3 separate regions of the Mus musculus genome follow, and regions 1 and 3 are each linked to region 2. The links are chromatin contacts, called in public HiChIP or PLAC-seq maps. All regions are on one chromosome and are shown on one strand. The core of a region is the stretch at or near the end of the contact, and the rest is flanking DNA. Distances in the headings are between cores, read along the strand shown.

Region 1 (4,494 bases), core at 1,857-4,356, 530 kb before region 2:
TCTATTCTAGCTTACCTTCAGAAAAACAGTGAAAAGAAGAGAGGAGAGAAAAGGAGGAGAGAGGAGGAAGGGGAGAGGAGGGGGGAGGAAGAGAGGAGGGGAGAGGAGAAGAGAAGAGGGGAGGGGAGGGAGAGAAGGGGAGGGGAGAGGAGAAGAGGGGAGGGAGAGAAGAGGGGAGGGGAGAAGAGAGGAAGGGAGAGGAGGGGAAGGGAGGGGAGGGGAAGAAGGGGAGGGGAGAAGAGAGGAGGGGAGAGGAGGGGGAGAAAGGGAGGGGAGAGGAAGAGAGGAAGGGAGGGAAGAGAAGGAGAGAGGAGGGAAGGGGAGAGGAGAAGAGAAGACAGGAGGGGAGAGGGAGAAAAGGAGGGGGAGGGGGAGAAGGGGAAGGGAGAAGATAGGAGGGGAGGAGAGGAAGAGAGGAGGGGGGATCTCCTTCTCAGTGGTGTTCCCTCTAGTCTGTACTCTAAGGAGCTGTGCAGGGCTCCTCTGAAGTGGGGACACTTGTCCGTATCACAGGCAAGTGAGCAGAGACTCAGAGTCTCTCGATCCGTACGTGGCACCCTTGAGGTCTGGACCCAATGTCCCGCTTGTCCCTCTCACTGTGACCTCTGACAAAGTGGTGGGGTCTCTAGGGTTCCACTTTTTTTTTTTTTTTTGGCCTCCAGAGTCTCAGAGACCCCACCTTGGTGACAGAATCATCGAGAGATGGATTGTTCAGTTTGCTGTGGAATGCAGCTCTGGGTGTGTGTCTTGGGTGTAGGCTCCCCAGAAAATCAGGAAAGCTTACCATGTGACCCCTTTCTCAGAGGGCAGGTGAAGGGCCGAGGACATTCCGGCCAAGGAGAGCTGACTCATACAGCTCATAACAACAGTACATATGCTGTGGCTCTGGGGAAGCTGGTTACCACCACATGAGGAGAGGATCGCTGGCTTAGAGCCCTCCTGTGATGGACCAGACCATGGGCAACAACCATCTTCCTGATCCTGAGATGCACACTGGCCCCAGCATGCACACCAAGGCAATTGTTTATGGTTGGGGATTCCTGGGCCAAGGACCACGTGCTGCAAGTGATCACTAGAGTCTCTGGTGTCAGTGGGTTCTTATGCCTTGACCCACGGCCTTTGACTTCTTAAAGCAAAACACAGACCCACCTGATCCACGAGCTTTCCCTGAGAACAGCTCTAGGTTCACAGAAAACGAAAGGGGAAAGTTCAAAGGGTTCTCATCTAACCCACCCCATCCCTCCTGACCCTATGTGTATCATCATAGACTTTATGCGCTTTCTCCAGCATGTCACGGGGTGCTCACAATGTCAGCTTCCCAAACCAGCTGCTTTAACTTGACATCAGGCCGTGTGTTCTCAGTGCTCTCAGTGTGAGCACTGCAGCTGTCCATTCAGCAAACCTTTATTCATGTATTCAGCAAATAGCGGCTATGGGGCCCAGTTCTAAAGCAGTCAACTGTCCATCCCATGATTGAGATATAGAGGTGCGGGTCCCACCTTCATTCTGGAAGCCGAGCCCCCTTGGCAATCTATATGACTCTCCCTCGACCCATGTGGTCCCTTACAGGCCACACCTGAGCAGCAGAGAAGGGTAGCCCTAATGTCACTCTAAGACACCCTGAAATTCTTGTCCAGCCAGTCACTGTGTTAGCAGAAGTCAGACGGTCCAGTTATTCTGGGTTTGATCCCGTTTGCTTGGAGCAGCATCCTTACACAGGCTCAGTCAATCCATCTTTTCATTTTTTTAAAGGTGACACAGCCCGCCTCCCATGAAGTTATGGGAGTCCCTTGGCAATGTAAGAAGGACTTGGTGAAGTTGTGACCTTCTCCAGACTCAGTTTCCCCATCTGTGCTGGGGGCCTTGCAGGGTGTGATTACAGGGGATTTTTCTTTCCCCCCTAACACATCAAGCGGCAGTGCGCAAGTTCAGGATAGAGCTGTCATGGACTCCTAGGGTCCACTGCCAGGCAAGCACAGGAGTTTTTCCACTTTTAATATTTTCTCCAGCCCCCCTTTCCTGCCTGCCCCTGCCCCGATCCAAGCGGAGGAAAACAGCAAACTCCGCTCCCGAGTCTCACAACTGTGGGGGTGTTCCCAACACCCACACTGCTGTTAGGGCACAGCGGGGGACCAGATTCTCTACAAGCCCTTCTCTGACACAGAAGGGCCAGGAGTTGTGTCTGGCATGGCACCACACCCACACTCGGCAGAGCTCCTGCTTCCTGTGGAGGGCTGGAGAGAGCCACAGGCAGCCTGTGACTCAGGAAGGCGCATTCTAACCTGCCTAACCCGCGAGCATCACTGCTGCACCCAACACAGAGGCCACGGAGCTACCAACCAGCAACCTGGGTAACGCAAATTGCACACGTGGCGCGCCGCGCCGCCGTGGGGAGATCGCATTTCTGTCTGCATTAAAAGGAGCCGCCGAGTCTTCTTTGTGGCCCTGGTCCCGAGATATAAAATCTTCGCCAACTATGTTACCCATGGGGTAAAAGCGGAGCTGCGATTTGAACCCAAGACAACACACCAAGCTCACCCATAAGCACTACCTTGATGGAAGAACAGGGCAGGGGACACTAAGTATTTGTGGATTAAAGCTGCCACCACTGGCCCAGATGAGGCGCAACAGACAAAGTCTCCTTTCTGTATTAATCTCCGCCAAACACTTTGCAGACAGAGAAAACAAGGCCTAGAGACGTGACAGCGACTCTCCGGGGGTCACAAAATACCATCAGTGGCTCAGTGAATAAAAAGCCGGACTCTGGACACCTGTCCTGCTGCCTGGCGCTCACTCCTTTAGCCCATGGTGTCTACATGAAACCTATAAAACTCAAACCACTGGTCGCTCACAGGGAAAAGATGAGCTGGAACAGGCAAGGCAAACCCCCTGCCTGTAAGCATCTGTAATCCTTCCTCGCTTCATTTCTCAGACCTAGGGGAGGAAGGAATCTTCCTCCAGTTCCCCGAGACTCAATTTCAGCTGGGATAGTTGCGCTCTCCATTAACGAGCCCATGCCGGAAACTCACCTTTTCTCAAGCGAGCCGGTTCTGTGTTGTAGGGAGTCCCTCGGTCCAGGTTCAGCGGCTGCCTGACACGCCTTCCCAACAGCCCTACTATCCACTCCCCTGAGGAGCGAAGCTGGAGTGGCACGGGGAACAGCTCATCTTTCAAGGGCTGGCCGGTGATGTCATCACTCTCCTGGGCACCTCCCCCCTCCACCTCTAGTCCAGATCAGCTCCAGGCTCCCTCCGGGATCAGCAGCAGTTCTTAGCGGTGGTGCTTTTGGACCTCCTAGCTGCGGAGGCCAAATCAGGATGGCCACAGGTTGTCCCCCGTGGGTGCAGACCATGGTCGGGTCCCGGAGCCTAGGCTGGTAAATGTTTCCCCTGCAGCTCGAACAGCCACGGAGACCACGTGAATGCCTGTGTTTAACACAACACTGTTTACCGTGACAGGGTCTCCTGAAGTGATTGTTTTGCTCCTGAGTTTTAGGTGCAAACAGTGGGCATTTACAGAGGATGTAAATAGAAGGCAGCCAGTTGGGATGGAGGGTTTCTGAACGTGTTTTTTATTTTGCTTTGGCCGTGCACAACTCCCAGGGGTGCTGAGGCAGAAACTAGGATACAACTCAGACAAGGGACACACTGCTGGCCAAGTCCTTGAGTGAGCTGTGTGCTGGCCCCTGCCAGATACGGGACTTCCTCTGGGGAATTTAGAAGCAGTTTCTTCCTCTCCTTCTAAGCTCTGTCTTTTTTCATTTTCTTTGAAGATCTGCTAAAGACCCATTGCGCTTTCCTCTCCAGATGAGAGGAGGATGCAGGGAAGATCAGAGACCAGTCCAGAGAGAGCCTAGGGTTCCAGGAATGCACACAGACAGAGCTCCAGCAGCTGTCCCCCTGTCCCTGACCAAATAGGGATGGGGCAGCGGCAGAGGTCGTGAATCCAACCCTGTCTTGGCTTCAGACTGACTGAAATGAGTCAAAGCTCTTGTGACCTGAGTGTCCCATTGCCCCATCTGCACCTCTGGCCTGTCTGACCACAGGGAGCTTCCGAGGCATGGGACCTCTGGTCCACTTGGGTGAGTGAGCCTGTGATCTGGCTAAGATGATGCTGTGTGCCTACCCACTCGTGCAGGGGAAACCACCACAGCCCTGAAGGGTCACAAGGGAAGGGTCCTTCATGAGCTTTGCAGAGCAGACAGAAGCTGAGTGGTGATTCACAGAAACCAAGGCTGCAGGGTCTAGAGTCAGAGGTCTGCTTAGCTCTCCATATTGGGAAGCAGACTCAAAACCAAGAACAATGCCCCCCCTCCCCCAAAGCCCCACTATCTTGCCCTCATTCTGTAGAGTGCTGGTTGGTCTGGAGTGACAGACTCCGTTCACGTTCCAAACTCTTTTCTTGCTGGGTTTTCTGATGGGAAGCACTTGACCTTTTCACCTCGAAGCCAGATCCTCAGCAGCTCGGAAGAGTCCTATACCACGAGAACATCAG
Region 2 (4,201 bases), core at 451-2,950:
AAGTTGCTGCCACGTGGTGGGTGCCTTCTGTGCCAGAGAGGATGACATTATTATATACAGTAGAGAAGGGGGTGGGGGGTTCCCACAATGCAGTGCAGCCTGACTTTGAACTGGTGGTCCCCCTGCCTCCGCCTGAAGAGAGCTGGGTTATGGAAGTGAGTTACTATACCCGGCTGTAATTCTTATTTTCTCTCGTTTCCTCGTGGACTCTGCCAGGTTCGGTGTCATAATCTTCATTATACTGAGAAGGCAGTATAATGAAGTAGTATTACAGTAGGCTGTGCTGCAGACCCACCACAGATGATTCCAAGCCAAACCTGCTCTCCACGGCCCCAGCCTCATCAAGAAGAATGACCATACGACGAACAACTATAATCAGTAATTGCAAATGTTGCATACTCCATTCTAACACAGACAAGTCTCCTCTCAGCACAGTGACCAACCCAGAGCACTAAATCAGTAAGATGGGGGGGGGGGGGCTACTTGAATACAGGGTTCCCCGGATTCCACTGAAGGAGGAGCAGGGTGCGGGGAGGGGGCAGCTTTCCCATTACCCGGCCCACCTTGACCGATTCTTGCCAAGAATCAGAACCAAATCCCTGGCCTTTCTCTTCCTCGCTCACAGCAAGCACAAGACGGAGAGAAAGGCGCCTGCCTGGTACTGTGTATAAAGGATTCCAACTAGACGTCAGGACGCAGTCGCTTTGCCTTGGGGCCAGTAAAAAGCTGTTCTGCTCTCTGCCCTTTGGGCCCAACCTGGCCGCAGTTTGCTAATCTGGTCGGGGGTCAGAAGTTTTCTTAGTGGCTTCCTCTTTCCGCTGAGCCTCTACCATGTCTTAGTCTCCACACACTGTTCTTTGATGCTACAGTATCTAAAAAACAAACTTCGTGTCTTTCCCAACGTGAGTCCGGCTAGACTATGGTGAAACCTTCTCTCCAGCAAGAAGACAGTCCCTGACCCTCGGGGCCTTAAACATTATTAGTCAGCCTCTGACCTCGTTAGGCACACACAGGCAAGCCTGAAACCTCTTCCCTACATACGTAGTAGCATCAGTCCCTCACCTAGCAAGTACGCTGCTGGCTTCCAAGCCCTCAAATTGTCCCCAAGGGTATTCGCAGTGAGTCCCCCTCTCAGCCAGCCACTCCCCAGTCGACCTGCTCAGAGGGGATCATGATGCCGACTACCCCCTCTCCTATGCAGTCAGAAACATCTCGCCCCGAGGTGGGCCGAGGCGAACCCTCCGCCCATGTGGCTACACAACCAGGGAAGGCCCTTGCTCCTCGGGATCTGCTCAAGTTCACCGCGCCCTCGCAATCGGATCCCACGGGCCTGACCTTGCCTCAGCTCCGGGTCGTCCAGCACGTTGTAGGCCGCATAGTCGCGAACACCGTGCAGCCGCAGAATCTGCACCACGGCGTTGCTGAAGCCGCACTGGGGCTGCTCGGGCGTCCCCTTGAGGAACACCACCACCTTGTCCTTCTTCACCAGCGCGTCCAGCTGCTCCGCCTGGCCGCCCGAGCTCGCCGCCCGCACGCCGGCTCCGGGCAGGCCACCGCCACCAGCGCTTCGCCCCCAGCGCAGCAGAGCCGCCGCCGCCCGGCTCAGGGACGCGCTCATGCCCGCTCGCTGTCCACCGCCTCTGCGGCCACTCCAGGGCTTACAGAGCCCGTGGTGTCCGGCCGGCCCACCAGAGGCTCTCATTGGACAAGCTCTGGGATGAGTCTCGTGATTGGACAATACTGGCTCAATTCCACCAATCACATCGCTTACACCGTAGGGTGGGCCTTCCCTGGGAGCCGCGTCCTACAGGCTTGCTAGTGAGCGAGGACGACCGCTTTGCGTGTTGATTGGACAAATCGGACGTCCGTCGGTGAAGGGCATGAAGAGGCGTGACTAGAGGAAGCCGGCTTTCCTCGTGCGGGCGTTCGAGGCCTGGCCGGATACGCCAAGATGATAGGGCAGGCGCGAGGCGGGGCTTCTGCCGCCCGCGGCACGCCGGGAAGGAGTCACGTCCAGACGCAGCTTCCGGTTCCTTTTGCGGTGATTGCTACGGTAACGCGGCCGGTAGTCCTGCGATGGCGTGCACCAGAGAGGAGGTGGCCTTCCATGCCTCACCGGCTGAGGCCAGCCGCGAACCTGGCGTGTCCTGGTCTGCCCGGGGCTCCAGCCTCCGACCCGCCATGCACATGGACATCCAAGCCGTGTCCTGCGGCCTCCCGTGGGATTCTTCCTCCAGAATGAGGTTTTTTTTTTTTTTAGCATAAAACTATAAGTATTGTGTATGTATGATCTGCGTGCATGCATCTTCAGAAGACGACTTTTATAAAGGGTCCGGGGATGGAACTCTAGCTTGCAGGGTAAGTCCCTTGGCACGCTGAGCCCTCTCCCTGGCCTCTAGAATGATGCTCTTCTCGTAGAAACGTGTAAAGTGCTCTAGCCGTGGGACGGCTGGCTTTGGGGTCTCGGTGACTACTGGGGTCGGGAAGGATTGAAAGAACAAGGGAATTGGTGGGTTGCCGGGCCCTGTGGCCATTGTCTGCAACGTTGCCTTGCCTCTTAAGAGGCTGAGGCAGGAGGATCAGTTGAACTCAGGAGTTCTAAATAAGCCCGAGTCAGCCCGGGCCGTACAGCAGGACCCTTTTTAAGAGGGAAAACGGAGGGTGAGGATGTAGCTCAGTAGGAAGTCGTTTTCCTAGTGTAAGCGACGTCCAGAGTTCCACCCCGTCACATGCACACAGACAGTAATAAAAGAGAGTATTCTCTTAGTGAATTCCGGTGTAGATGATGATGGCCCCAGGGTAGAGTGCTTGCTTGCACATCTGCTGGGGATGGTGCAGAAGAGTGGGCAGGCGCGTCGTTTTTTTACATGGACTTCCCCCTAGAACAGAGCCCCGGGTGTGGTCAGTTCTCCCGCCGGTAGTACGCAGATCCAGATCCTGGCCAGCAGGCCTCCGCAGCCCACTATCTAATCTGCAGTCTTGGCCCTGCGCTGGGTTAGCGGTACCCTAGAGCACACCAGACTTGCAGAGAAAGCAGACAACAGAGGAAGCTGAGGCATGCCTGCTCGAGAGGCAGCAGGCCCATGTGCAATTTTCCTCTGATAGGGCCTGGGTACTGTTGCCACGGTGATAATGGCTGTGCCGTGTCATTGTCGATCCACCAACAGTCAGAGAAGCTTGGCAGTCAAGATATTGTTTAGCAGACGGAGCGGTTTCTGTTGGACACTAAGTACTGCCACAAAACCTCGAGCGACTAAGCGTGTTGCCGGAGGTGGTCTGTTTGCACCCGGGGAGTGAATGTAAAAAATCAGAGTTCACACAGAGTGAGCCATGGGATGTGCTAAGCTGTGGCTCAGAGGGAAACCGGAGCCACTCGCTCTGAAGACAGATGGGAACCAACCGCCTGGCGGGTTCCTTGTCATTGTATTGATTCCTGGTTTTTTTATTTTTTTCTGATGGCAAGCCCCAAACTAAAATCTTGTTATTTTGCAGATCCTCTGATTCCAGGTACCATACAAAGATGTTTACAAGAAATGCAGAGGTAAAACAGCTGCTCCGAAAGCCAACCTTTTGTGTCCTTAACGGCAGAGTGTCAGTTAAATCGCCCCAGCGCCCGGAAGCTTTTATTCATGTTTACACTGCTGTGAGTAGTTATAAATAAATAAACCAATAAATAAATGCTGGCAGTTTGCTTCTGGGAAGCTGTGTGTCTCGTCTACTCTCAGCCGTCCAATTGGCTTTGGTGCTCACTGGGTGAAGGGAAAGACTTTGCAGACTGCTCTGGGGACCTGGAAGCAGAGCAGTGGTGGCAAACAGCATGTTGCTAACTATTAGTGGTAACAAAACTCCTGGCCCAAAAAAAAAAAAAAAAAATAGCAGCTTAAGGGAGTAAGGGTTTACCTTGTCTCCCAGCTGGCAGGTGCAGGGATCATGGCAAGAGCTTGAGGTGGCTGGTTGCATGGCATCCAGCAAAGAGATGAACACCGCTGCCTGCCTCCAGGTCCCCATCCTGCAGGGGTCAGCGGCTCCTCCTCCCTACGTAAACCTTTCTGGAAGCATCCTCATAGACAGACACATCCTCAGGAGTTTCCATGGTGACTGTGAATCCCGTCGAGGTGACAGTGGAGACAGAGCTTTCACACTGACTTTATGTATAGTTCGTTGGCCTAGGAAAGAGTTTTCTCTTTAAGTCATCAGATAT
Region 3 (4,512 bases), core at 128-2,627, 510 kb before region 2:
CACCCCTCTGAGGTAGCCAGTGGCAACACATGGCCACCAACTGCAGCTGGACGCACTTTTGCAGGAGGGACACTGACTGAATCACCAGCATGAGAGAGCATGCACTAGGCTGCGCTCCTTCCAAAGCAGACAGAGAGGGAGGGTTTGTGTGCAGGACATCAACTTAGGGGTGACCCTGTGGGAAATGGAGGGGCACGGAGAGACGCCAGGAAGGAGAAAGCTGTGTAAAAACATCTTCTGAATCTGAGATGGCCAGGGATGCTAGGAGCTGCCTAGCAACAGGACCTAGCAGGGAGGGAGTTAAACCATCTGAGAAATGTGGGCCAAGGGACTTACAGGAGGATGGTTTCTGCACTAGGATTTCCATAGAGCCTCTGTCCCCAGTGATTCTTTGCTGCACCCTGTGAGTGCCCCTAGGGATCATGAGCTGCAGCTGCTGGGATGCTCAGACAGGAAGTGAGGGACACCACAGCACAGCTCAGAGCCTGAGCAGAACAGAGCCCGGTCATGTCGGTGTTGGCTGCTTCAAGCAGGTGAGGCCAAATACCTGGGCCAAGTCCCTTTCAGGTTCTTGTCACCACCCCATGCATTTATTTCCTGGTGGCCTCTGTGGCTTTCTTCTCCTCGGGAGCTTTTCAGTGTTGGCTTCTGCTGCGGCTGTTGGCTCTTCTGAGACTCAAGTCCGAATTTTCCAGCCCACTTTCCAAAACGGATGGGTGGTTCCCCTCACCTGTGTGGAGCATCAGTGACCGATCTGCTAACCTGTGGGTCGAACTTCCCTTGGAAGGCTCAAGATGCCCGTTTTGACCTCTGGCAAACGTGATCTTAGAAACCGAATGGATCAGGGCACTCCTACTCATGGTCCCAGAGAGACAGAAGGCCTTTGCCGAGGGGGCAACTCTTGGGGAGGAGGACAGGGGTCACTAGACCTTAGCAGGTCCATGTCCTGAGCATGGTTTCTCCGTTGGAAGAGAGGCCAGGGTGAGGGGACTCAGTCTGTCTCTGACTCAGGCATGACGATTCCCACGTGGCTAGGAGCTGGAAAAACACTGGTATCATCAGACCAGATGAATTTCATCCCGGTGATGAAACAGAACTCAGACCCCAGGAAGCAGATGAATGCAAAGACTTTGATTCTCTCTCTCTCTCTCTCTCTTTTCTCCCTTCCCTCCTACTCTCTGTGTTTCTTTGCCTTTCTCTTCTTTTCTTCCTAGATCCTCGTTGGTTTTTCAAGGCCAAGATGCAGAAGAAGAAAGTGAGTGTGGACATCACACAGCCACAGGATTCCTGACATCCTTTGCCCAGTCACCAACTTCCCAGGGTAGCAACCCCGGGCCACAGAGGTTACACAGGCAATTATTATCAGTGAGTTTACTCACCTCTGCCAATAGAAAGCAAACAGGGAGGCTGGGATGAGACCCGGAAGCGTTGGGAATGAGGTGGGTGGGAGAAAGCGAAATCTGGGAGGGGCGGCAGCGCCTATGAGGGTGAAAGGTCACGGGTGGGGTTGCCGGTGTCGACAGCGTGCTTTCTGTAAGTCATCACTCAAGTTGAGCAATGTGGAGGAATTGATCTCAGTGTTAGCCATGCAATCAAAGTGTGTGGTCCAAGAAGGCAGAGCGCTCCCTCTGGACTCAATTAGAGGCACCCACGGGAATGACAAAAGACACCATCTGCTCAGTCTTTTAAGATGGAGCTCAACCTGCTGTGTGCCCCAGGCACAGGCAGGGGCTCCAGTGAAGCTGGCTTTCCTGGCTCTTTTACAGGAGATGTACAGTTTTGGGAGGGACAGGCTTCAAATGTGCGTGATTACAAAAGACTGTTGAGCCACTTCTGGGATAAGTGTGGCGTGAGATCGTGAAAGGAAGTGACACTCAGTTGCTGTCGTTAGAGCCAGGTTTATTTGAGGAGCAGTGGGGATAGATTTCCAGATGAAGCAGCTGTGCAAGGCCCCTGTGACCCGACTCCTGAGCAGCTCATGGGTGGATGAAAATAGCAGCTTGTCTATGAGAGCCAGAAGTTTAAAGCGAGATGTGTGGGGTCCAAGGGGTGTTACAACCAAATCTGGGTGCTCAAGTGAGGGAAAAGTGTCAAAAAGCGATGGAAAGGGACTTGGACTTTGTCCTAGGGGTCTGAGAGCTCTGACAGACCCAGAGGGTGGTGTGTGTGTGTGTGTGTGTACAGGGTTGTCTGTGTGCACACATGCATGCATGTGTGTGTGTGTGTGTGAAAGAGAGAGAGAGAGAGAGAGAGGGAGAGAGAGAGAGTCAGGGCTCTCTATAGAAACAGAACCAATTGTATGTGTGTGTGCATGTGTATGTACATATACATATACATACACATACACATACACATACACATACACATACACATACATATACACATACATATACATACATATACATACATATACATATGGAGGCTTATTGAAAGGAATTGGCTCATGACTGTAAAGGCCAACAAGTCTGAAATCTGTAGATGGGTCACCAGGCTGAAGACCTGGTTCAAAAGCTTCCTGCGACAGCATTCTGTCTTGCCCAGGGACCCTGGTGTTTTGTTCTATTGGGGCCGTCAGCTGATGGGACAAGTTCCACCCACATTACAGAGGGCAATGTGCTCTATTCAGAGCCTGCTGATTCCAAAGCTACTCACATTCAGGCTAACCTCACAGACACATCTCGGGTAATAGCAGACCACATAGCTGGGCGCCAACGCCTAGTCAAGTTGACCAGGACACTTAACATCAGAATGTTATCAGTGGAATGTGTCACATGATCAGAACTGCGTTTCTGGGACCTCATGGCTATGGTGGGAAGAATGTGTTGGTACAGGGCCATGTGGAGAAGTGGAGAAAGGAGTGGCCCCCAGGAGGGGTCGGGTGTCTGGAGTGAGGATGAGAGATGGAGAAGGACATCCTACTCTGACTGCCTCTAACGGAAGCACTTGCTGAAGAAATAGGAGCAGAGTGAGGATGCTAGGGTACTCAAGATGCTAGGGTACTCAAGATGCTAGGATACCCAGGATACTAGGGCACCCAGGATGCTAGGGTACTCAAGATGCTAGGGTACCAGGGATGCTAGGGTACTCAAGATACTAGGGTACCCAGGATGCTAGGGCACCCAGGATGCTAGGGTACCAGGGATGCTAGGGTATTCAAGATACTAGGGTACCCAGGATGCTAGGGTACCTGGGATGCTAGGGTACTAGGGATGCTAGGGTACCCAGGATACTAGGGCACCCAGGATGCTAGGGAACTCAAGATGCTAGGGCACCCGGGATACTATGGTACCCAGGATACTAGGGCACCCAGGATGCTAGGGTACTCAAGATGCTAGGGTACCCAGGATGCTAGGGTACCCGGGATGCTAGGGTACCAGGAATGCTAGGAAACCCAGGATGTTAGGGCACCCGGGATCCTAGGGTACCAGGGATGCTAGGATACCCAGGATGCTAGGGCACCAGGGATGCTAGGGTACCCAGGATGCTAGGGTACCCAGGATGCTAGGGTACCCAGGATGCTAGGGTAACCAGGATGCTAGGGTACCCAGAATGCAAGGGCACCCAGGTTACTAGGATACCTAGAATGCTAGGGTACTAGGGATATAGGGCACCTGGGGTACTAGGGTACCCAGGGATCCTCCATTTTGTGGATGCAGGGATGGGTGCAGGGAAGATTGAGTGAGGAGTCCAGATTCCCAGTGACACAGGAAAGCTACCGGTGCTGGTAACTAACTAAGCACATTACTCCATCACTGCGTGGGCCCTGTCCCATTTCCATAATGACAGAAGCTCCTCACTGAGCTTCCTGTCTCTTGAGTGGCTGGTGCGTTGGTAGAATGAATCATTATCTCCTGGTTTCTTTCCAGGACTCAGAACCACACCCATCCTGGCAGATTCCACAGAGCGCCTCCTTTACTAACACCGTCCTCGGTGACTTCTCTCTTCCCTCAAGTCCCACAAACAGTGTTTATTATCTAATTCAACAAATGGCTTGTTCATTCCTTGATTGTGCTTTAATTTTTAAAGGCTCACATTGAAGTGTTCTTTATGGGCAATTGATTTCACATATTTTATTTAAAAGGTACAGCTTGCCAGGAGCAGTCAGACTCAGCCAGGCTGCAGGAATAAGAACGTCTGCTCTTAGGCAGCAAAGGTTTATCTCTTGTTCGAATCACAGGGGTGTCCTTCTTCAAGCTGCGGGCTGGAGCCCCAGGTCTCTTCAGCTTTCCATTTTGTTTTTTACAATCGCCTTGGTCCATTTGGTCTTCATGGCAGTCTAGAAAGAGAGAAGGAGGATTCTTTGTGAAAGGCTTCAAGAAGTAGTCACGCTAGAAGCTGGAATCGCTTTCTCCTACATCAAAGCTGGTATCGCTTTCTCTTACATCTGATTGGCTGGAATATGATCATGTGGCCTTGTCGAGTTGCAAAGGAGGCTGGGAAATAGATTTTATGGCTTATTTGTGAAGAGAAAGAAATGGGTATGGGTGAATCCCAGTGGCCGTGAGACTGGTT

What was found. HiChIP or PLAC-seq counts read pairs in DNA pulled down with a chosen protein or histone mark.
Region 1: a contact with region 2 is called in an H3K27ac HiChIP or PLAC-seq map of trophoblast stem cells, with 3 times the contacts expected there. The contact joins the promoter of Bdkrb2 here to the promoter of Glrx5 in region 2. A contact is called at or near these places in 4 of 39 promoter capture datasets (the 3T3-L1 cell line, embryonic stem cells, hippocampal neurons and 1 more), 1 of 484 Hi-C or Micro-C datasets (adipose-derived mesenchymal stem cells), 9 of 115 datasets of contacts at active chromatin or transcription factors (embryonic hindbrain, embryonic stem cells, extraembryonic endoderm stem cells and 3 more) and 1 of 9 other capture datasets (embryonic stem cells).
Region 3: a contact with region 2 is called in an H3K4me3 HiChIP or PLAC-seq map of embryonic stem cells, with 21 read pairs. The contact joins the enhancer-like site here to the promoter of Glrx5 in region 2. A contact is called at or near these places in 2 of 39 promoter capture datasets (hippocampal neurons and neural stem cells), 1 of 484 Hi-C or Micro-C datasets (adipose-derived mesenchymal stem cells), 4 of 115 datasets of contacts at active chromatin or transcription factors (embryonic hindbrain, embryonic stem cells and stem cell-derived neural progenitor cells) and 1 of 9 other capture datasets (embryonic stem cells).

What each region holds. Positions count from the first base shown.
Region 1 is chr12:105,561,784-105,566,277 of GRCm38.p6, reverse strand. Bdkrb2 (bradykinin receptor, beta 2) reads right to left here and starts at 3,106. Exons shown (of 3, transcript NM_009747.2): 1 at 3,030-3,106.
Region 2 is chr12:105,030,117-105,034,317 of GRCm38.p6, reverse strand. It overlaps Glrx5 (glutaredoxin 5), which reads right to left and starts at 1,700. Exons shown (of 2, transcript NM_028419.3): 1 at 1,336-1,700. The coding sequence starts at 1,618. Snhg10 (small nucleolar RNA host gene 10) reads left to right here and starts at 2,039. Exons shown (of 2, transcript NR_003145.3): 1 at 2,039-2,358; 2 at 3,493-3,701. It overlaps Gm46374 (a long non-coding RNA gene), which reads left to right. Exons shown (of 3, transcript XR_003950254.1): 2 at 217-459; 3 at 626-1,340. It overlaps Mir3069 (microRNA 3069), which reads left to right and starts at 3,177; the gene lies at 3,177-3,241. It also overlaps Scarna13.
Region 3 is chr12:105,543,261-105,547,772 of GRCm38.p6, reverse strand. No RefSeq gene overlaps it. Among named protein-coding and RNA genes, the nearest start is that of Bdkrb2, 18 kb to the left of the region's middle. Within about 2 kb of position 1,377, at least 42 of the 459 cell types and tissues checked have an H3K27ac peak or open chromatin away from gene starts, as enhancers often do. A contact at or near this core is called in embryonic stem cells, where this site is marked.